2 separate regions of the Mus musculus genome follow, and region 1 is linked to region 2. Evidence: chromatin contacts called from public promoter capture Hi-C data. All regions are on one chromosome and are shown on one strand. The core of a region is the stretch at or near the end of the contact, and the rest is flanking DNA. Distances in the headings are between cores, read along the strand shown. Region 1 holds the start of Tssc4 (tumor-suppressing subchromosomal transferable fragment 4). Region 2 holds the start of Bet1l (Bet1 golgi vesicular membrane trafficking protein like).

Region 1 (3,707 bases), core at 808-3,307, 2.2 Mb after region 2:
GATCTTTGAGATGATTCTGAGCATGGTGCTGTGCTGTGGCATCCGGAACAGCTCCGTGTACTGAGGCCCTTTGCATTGCACCAGAGGATCCCTGGAGTGACCAGAGGCCACCTTGGGGGACATGGCCTGTGTATATAATATTTCTGTATCACTCTGCTACACTTAGTCTTTTTACTTTTGAGTTTTTTGTTTTGTTTTGTTTTGTTTTTGTTTTAGTTTTTTTTTTTGTCCTGAACTTTTCCTGTTACCTTTTGGGAGCTGACATCACACATGGGTGGCATATGTGGGATGTAGGGGTGGAGCTGGCCCTGGCTTGCAGGGCCCTGTACGTCTGGGACCCCTGGAGAGTTCTGCCTGCTGAGCCAAACCTCCTCTACAGCTACTTGCCCAGAGGCTTTGTAGCCTAGCTAGAGGGCCATGCCCACCCACTCAACCCACTGTGGGTCACATTGCTCACATCTTTTTAATCTTTGTTCCTTTCCTGCCTCCATTTCAAGAGCTGGGTTTGTAAGCCCTCTTATGCCTTCAATGCACTTATTCTTTCTAACGTGTCACCTTCAACTGTAATTAAATCTTGAAACAGTCATTTAATAAAGGAGGAAAAAAATCAGGCATGCTAATGGGACTGCCAGACCTCTTCCTGTGCTAGCGGTGTCAGAGACCTGGCTCATCAGCTCTGAACTTTGCCAGGCACAGGGTGAGCAGGTCCAATAGAGGCTGTGGAACACAGTGGGTGGGGAGGGCTGGGACCCTGGGAGCACTCCATATGGGTCCTCCCTCATTTGTACCTCCTTATACTGGGAGCTCAATGCTGACTTTACGCCAGCCTTGACCTCATTTCCACTCATCTGTTGGACATGACAGGTCAGGCTGAGTCGGGTAGGAGGAGCCACCTAAGCAGGGAAATTCAGCACAGAATGATGGAGATAAGCTGCAAGAACACCCTCCTTTTCAGGGACAAGACAGTAAAGGTTAGCCCATTACCCCATCCATCTCAAGAAAAGATTCCACGGAGCTGGGTGGCTCTGGCTTGTGTCTCAATAAGTAAAAGGCAAGATGGCAGTTCACTTACCCCTGTGAACTGAGGATCAGGCTAAGCAACCTCCCGGACGCCAGGGGCAACCACCACTGTCTCTTTCCCTTTGTCTCCTGTCTGCGCCCCTCCCCCAGGCTGCTGGCATAGTTAATTGGCCACTAGAGGAGAGACGCCCTAGCCAAGATTCATGGCCCAGCTTCTAGCAGCCTCCCAGTAGGCTTATTTGTCGGTGAACCCCAAGCTTGTACTAGGACATTCTAGGTCTCCGCCACCTCTACCTCCCACGCCTATGCAACCTGTTCCGTGCTTGGTTGGTTTCTGGTCTGAGGAGCCCTTTATATCCTATGTTATGAGGTCCATGGGCACCAGGCCAAAGCTGTTGGAGGCCTGCTGCACAGCTTCAGAAACATAGGAAAGGAGAGGCGCATGCAGCAGCCCCATGGTGTCTCAGACTCTGATCCCTAAGGATACAAGAAAACAGCCCCACGCCTGGAGGAGGATTATGTGTGGCCTTGACTAGTAGGGGCGGCGTCCTGCAACTAAAGTGTCCGTTCCTGCGTCAGGAAGCACAGACAGGCAGAGCCCAGGATAGCGGCTTCGAATCTCTGAAGCCCCAACCAACCCACCCCAGGGACCACTACGTCTCTTCATGCCAAGAGCCAACCAGGACCTTGGCCCCGCCTCACTCCAGAAAGCCAACAAAGCACAAGACCCACACCACTTCCGCCCAGGGCCGGAAATGTCTAGGAAACTGGTTGGCGCTCACAGTGCGTGGTGACGCACTTCCTCCTTGTGTCGGACCCGGCCGGGACGGCTTCCGACAGGCGAAGCTGCAGGCCTCAACCCTTTGCGATTGGCAGTTAGCCCTGGAGTATTGTGGGAACCGTGGCTCCGCCTTTTCCTTTTTCGTCATTTCTGGGTGGGTTTCCGTGTGCGCTCCGGGTTGGCACGCTTGTTAAGGTTACAAGTCCCGGCTGACATTAGGCGGGAACCCATTGCCTTCTGGGAGTTGTAGTTTCTCGGGCGCTGAAGCCACGAAAATCTGATCGCCCGAGACTCGGTTTCCCAGGAACCCGAGCGAGACTGGACAGGACCGAATCCCGGGGAACTGGCGGGACGCTGCGAGAAAGGCGGCAGGGTATTGAGGCGTGTACGGACGCTGGAACGGTGAGCACTGGCCTCCCTAAGGCCGCGGCCAGGGCATTCCCGTGCCTGTTTCTGCCAGCCCTTCGTCCGGACCCGGGTGGCGCTTGTACCTAGAGAGGCTGCGCTTTACTGAGAGCCCGTGATGGGACAAGCAGCTGATGGAGATCTCCTGTCACCAGCATCTCCCAGTGCTCATCTATTGTATGTCCACACTGTTATGATCTCATGGTTGACTCTCTCCTTAACCCCACCTAACCTGCAGCTCCTGTATCTGTGCGCGCTAGGATACCCTTTAACCACCCAGCTTCGCGAGGCCTCCCGTCCGGCTGTGAGTAGAGGCACTTGACACATAGTGGAGGTGAAAGACGGGAGCCTGGGAGGACGGGGAGGGATGAGGCCTTAAATACACCCCTCACGGCGGAACTGGGACTGCTTCGCTACAGGTGGGACGGGTGTCAGGTCGTATGGCGGAGACAGAGGCTGGCCTGGAGGCTGATGAACCCACCGAGGATGACACCCTGCCTTCTGACACCGTCTCCCTCAGCGACTCGGACTCGGACCTTAGCTTACCTAGTGGTGTGGAGGTCCAAGTGTTGTCCCCAGAGAGGCTTTCGGAGGAGGGCCAGGAGGACTCCGGCCCTGAGGACCCTCCATCGCCCCCCACGGGCACCCTCACCACTGCAGTGCAGCCATTCCACCTCCGAGGCATGAGTTCTACCTTCTCCCAGCGCAGCCACAGCATCTTTGATTGTCTGGAGAGTGCAGCCCGGCAGGCACCGTGCTCTGCTCCCCAAACCAGTGTGAGTGACAATGGCAGCTTCAGGCGGCCCGTGACTCCCCCAAGTCAGACTCCAGCAAGGGGCCTGAGCAGAGTGCATGGGAACACTGGCCCGACTAGGGTACTCCCAGTCCCTGACTATGTGTCACACCCTGAGCGTTGGACCAAATACAGTCTGGAGGATGTGTCTGAAGCCAGTGAGCAGAGCAATCGTGATGCTGCCCTGGCCTTCCTGAGCTCTCGAAGCCAGGTGTCCCACACAGACTATGTGCCTTCTTTCAACCAGGACCCCTCTAGCTGTGGGGAGGGAAGAGTGGTCTTCACCAAACCAGTGAGGGACAGTGAGGCTAGGGCTGAGAGGAAGAGGGTCCTAAAGAAGGGGGTTGGGTCAGGTGCGGGGGGTGAGGCCGCTGTGGAGCTAGCCCATCTCGCTGGACCTGAGGCTGAGGAATGGAGTGGCCACCAGGGACAGCCAGAGGTGGTGGTACCTTCAGAAGCTGCCCATCCTGAGTCCTCATCAGGCCCCATAGGTGTGAAGGCTGTTGGTTTCCATGGCAGCAAGAAGCGGAGCAGAGACCACTTCCGGAACAGGGACGGTAACCCTGGGGGGCCGGGGTCTGAGAGAGGACCCTCAGTTTGACTGCAGTGCTATCACTCTACCCCTCACCTGCTAGTCCAAGTGGGAAGGTGTGGGCTGTCTGTGGTAGGGGGATGTGTGCAGCCGCTCTGGCAGAGACTGTGGGAATT
Region 2 (3,391 bases), core at 680-3,179:
GCTCACGTCCTTGTCCTCGACAAGAGGTAGGAGAGGATGAAGAAGGCCACGATTAAGACCACAGCCATACCACACAGAAGCTTCCGGTTGTCTCGCCCAGACCGTGCCATCGTGGAGAAGCGCTTCACACTCCCCGTGAGTAGGCCAGTCACACTTGTGAAATCTGAGTCCTGTGGGAGAGACCCAACAGGGTCACATAGAGTTGGGACCCTTGACTACCCAACCACACTAGCAGCGAAGACCCAGCAGAGCAGACGGCAGGTGGGCGGAGCTGACTATGATTTGTACGTACCCGTACCGCGGGCACTTACCATGCCGTCTAAGTAACGGTTCTGGTCCTCTGTGTCCCTGTCGATGTCCAAAGCCAGCTGGTTGGGATACAGAAGGCACCGTCAAGCAAAGCCACAGAGAGTAGTGCCCACCTTCCCTTCAGACCAGCTACATTTTACCCACGACTCTGAAAAGTACCTATTACCAGAGAAAGCTAAAAAAAAGGCCAAGTTATTACCTGAAGCACTTCTCCAGTCAGCAATGCCCACAGACAGCACACGGCCTCCTTCCTCCCCTCTCAGCCCCACCCACCAAAGTATCTCACGGAAGGGAAGAGGGCCACCACTGACCGATTTAAGCCTGGTCACCTTGGAGGCCAGGCTGTCAGCCATCCGCTTGTTCTCTCTGTCCAGAATGTCCTCCACAGCACCAGAGCTCTGAGCTGTGAGAGAAAGAGGCGGAAGGATAGCATTCCCTCAGACATGTGGTCCCTGATTCCTCACTCCAGTGGAGACATCTAAGCGCATTCCCCCATATACTTCTGCTAACTTAGCACGTCCCACCCTATGCTCCAACAGGCTGACCACCTACACATCAGACATGTAGCATGGGTCGTGTGAGAACCTGTGTGCATGCCCAGGCAAGGACGGGCTGGGGAGCCTGAAGATCCAATCAATCTACATACACGACCCTGCTGTATACTGTTCCTGAACCGAAGTGAATATTGCCTTAGCTGAAATTGTCATCTGAGGGTGTGGGGCCGGTCTCAAAGGGAAACAGTACTTTCTGATAGGGACCATAGGGAAAACAGAACAGCCGGTGGCACAGCAGGTGACAGGAAGGCTGTGTGGGGAGGACTTGGAAATCAGATCCAAGGTAAGTGTAAGAAAGTCCTTCTACTGTAGAAACTACCTCGCCCTATGTCTGCAACCCACACAGAATCTCTGGAATGCCCAGAGCACTGTGCTCGTGGAAACCTAACTCCGATGGACAGGGACAGGTAGTTGAGAATCACCCCCCTAAGTGTGACTAGCACCGATCTGAAGCATAAAAACCACCCACCCAGCCTCGATGTGACCCACCTAAGGGGAAGGCCAGCAGCACCAGCAAACAAGTGCGACCAGACTCTGAAAGACAGACGGCTGTGTCCTACCGACCACTGCATAGTCATCGTTGTGGGCGAAGCATCAGTATCACAACTGTCACACTGAACACAGGCACGGGGGCGGGGAATGTGTGTGAACCGAGGCACTCAGGCCCCTCATTAGTAAAACCCTGCTTGGACCCTCTGCTTCCAGCTCTTGGCATCAACCACACACAAAACTGATGGCATGCCGGCTTGGGTTCCAAGGCAGCGCCAGGCGAAATCCGGCCCTGTTTTTCCAGGGATACGTAAGCGCCACCCCACGCAGGTCCTTCCACCGAGAAACGAGCGATGTCTCCAGCTCCAGACTTAGACTTCCCCTCCTACCTCTACTGCCTTTCAAGTGCTCTCACCTCGAGTCCAATCTGCCATCGCGCCCTCCAGGGTCCCACTCAGGGAATTCGCAGCACAGCAACGGACGTGGCACCAGTACCCGGGTCTTCCGGTTCCGCCTCCGGGCTAATAACTTCCGGGAGAAGGTTCTGAAGCGGAAGAAACAGACCTGGAGTGCTTCTCGGGAATGTAAATAAGGGAAGGGCGGGCCACCAGCATTCGGACCCACGGATTGGTCAGCAATATTAGTCCTGCGCTGTGGGTGTTACTCGGAGCAGGTGTTCAGACCCAAATTTGGAGCAGAGGCTAGGAACCAGCTCAGTAAATCAGTCGGATGCCTCTGGCGCTGCTAAATCCAACTGGATGGGGAGGACAGGCAGACCCGAAAGAGACTGGTGAAGGAGACGGCCGGGGCCTGCCACTGAGTAGGGGCAGAGCCGGTTAGCACGGCGGGTGACATCATCCACTGGAGCACTGTTTGTATGTGTCACTGTGGGGCACCGACTCAGCTAAGTGGCGTGCGGACCTGGCTCCCCGCTACACAGCGCTCCTACGCTTCTAACCTCAGACACGCCTCGGCTGGCCGCCCCTCCGTTGCTCCTCTCGCGGGAGTGGCTTTTCCACGGGTGTTCTTCACTTCCTTCTCTGCAATTTTCTTGAGAATAACCGTATTACTTTGGTGGCTATTCTTTTTAGATAGGTCTGCTAGTTTCTGCCTCTCGAGTGCTGGGATTTAAGAAGGCGTGCGTCACTATGCCCGGCTAACCACGTGCATTATTTTGACCATCCAAGTCGTTGTACTTCTCTTTCCCTATTCCCTATGGAAGATGAGCTCCAAGGCCTGGATCGCGAGAATCGTCTTCCCCAACTGATTAAGCGGCCAGGAGCCGGCGCTCCCTTTTTTATCACAGTACGGGGACAAGAGCGTAAAGAGGACGGTCCACGCGCGGGCCAAGCCACACCCCACTCCCCACCCTCCCATCCCACCCCACCCCCCGCCTGCCAGGAACTCGGGCTAGAGAGGAGGGCTCAAAAGGAGGACACTGCCTGGCTGGTTAGCTAGCATCGCCGCTCCAAGACTAGCCGCTCAGCGACCACAGCCGGGTTGCTCCACCTTAAGTCGGAGGCGCCTGTACACACCCTTGGGTTCGGCTGCTCTCCCAGCATCCCTCACGCGTGGACGCCGGGCTTCCGGACCTGGGCGGAGCCCCGGGGTTTGGCCGATTGCGTCTTCCCAGCCCAAGCCTTCCAGCACCCGGTGCCAGGGGCCATGGAGCCCCGGGCAGTTGCGGATGCCTTGGAGACCGGAGAGGAAGATGCGGTGACAGAAGCTCTGCGGTCGTTCAACCGGGAGGTGAGAGGCATCCGGCTGCCGAGGAAATTTCAGGAAGAGAGGAAGCAGGGGTGTGCGCGCAACTCGGCTGGGGTGTGCGTGCGAGTGGTGGCAGGGAGCACGGCGGTGGGTGGTGGGCTGGTCCCTCGGGTGGCTCTGTGGTGGCGTGTGGTGGGGCAGGTGTATGGGAGGCTAGGGTGGGCCTTGCCTTAAGGTTCAGAGCGATGGATGCTGCTTCAGAGGTCTGCTCTGACTCGAGGAGCACGGGTCCTACCTGCATGTGGATCTGAGCCTCCTGGGTCTCCCTGCAG

What was found. Promoter capture Hi-C pulls out the DNA fragments that hold promoters and counts their contacts.
Region 1: a promoter capture Hi-C map of pre-B cells shows a contact between it and region 2, with 3 times the contacts expected there. The contact joins the promoter of Tssc4 here to the promoter of Bet1l in region 2. A contact is called at or near these places in 1 of 39 promoter capture datasets (pre-B cells), 1 of 484 Hi-C or Micro-C datasets (B cells) and 1 of 115 datasets of contacts at active chromatin or transcription factors (large pre-B cells).

Annotation. Positions count from the first base shown.
Region 1 is chr7:143,067,311-143,071,017 of GRCm38.p6, forward strand. Tssc4 (tumor-suppressing subchromosomal transferable fragment 4) reads left to right here and starts at 2,058. Exons shown (of 3, transcript NM_020285.2): 1 at 2,058-2,203; 2 at 2,445-2,540; 3 at 2,626-3,707. The coding sequence starts at 2,647. The coding sequence ends at 3,600. It overlaps Cd81 (CD81 antigen), which reads left to right. Exons shown (of 8, transcript NM_133655.2): 8 at 2-620. The coding sequence ends at 64.
Region 2 is chr7:140,854,454-140,857,844 of GRCm38.p6, forward strand. Bet1l (Bet1 golgi vesicular membrane trafficking protein like) reads right to left here and starts at 1,930. Exons shown (of 4, transcript NM_018742.5): 1 at 1,768-1,930; 2 at 621-712; 3 at 312-368; 4 at 1-170. The coding sequence starts at 1,786. The coding sequence ends at 3. Ric8a (RIC8 guanine nucleotide exchange factor A) reads left to right here and starts at 2,944. Exons shown (of 10, transcript NM_053194.4): 1 at 2,944-3,101. The coding sequence starts at 3,018.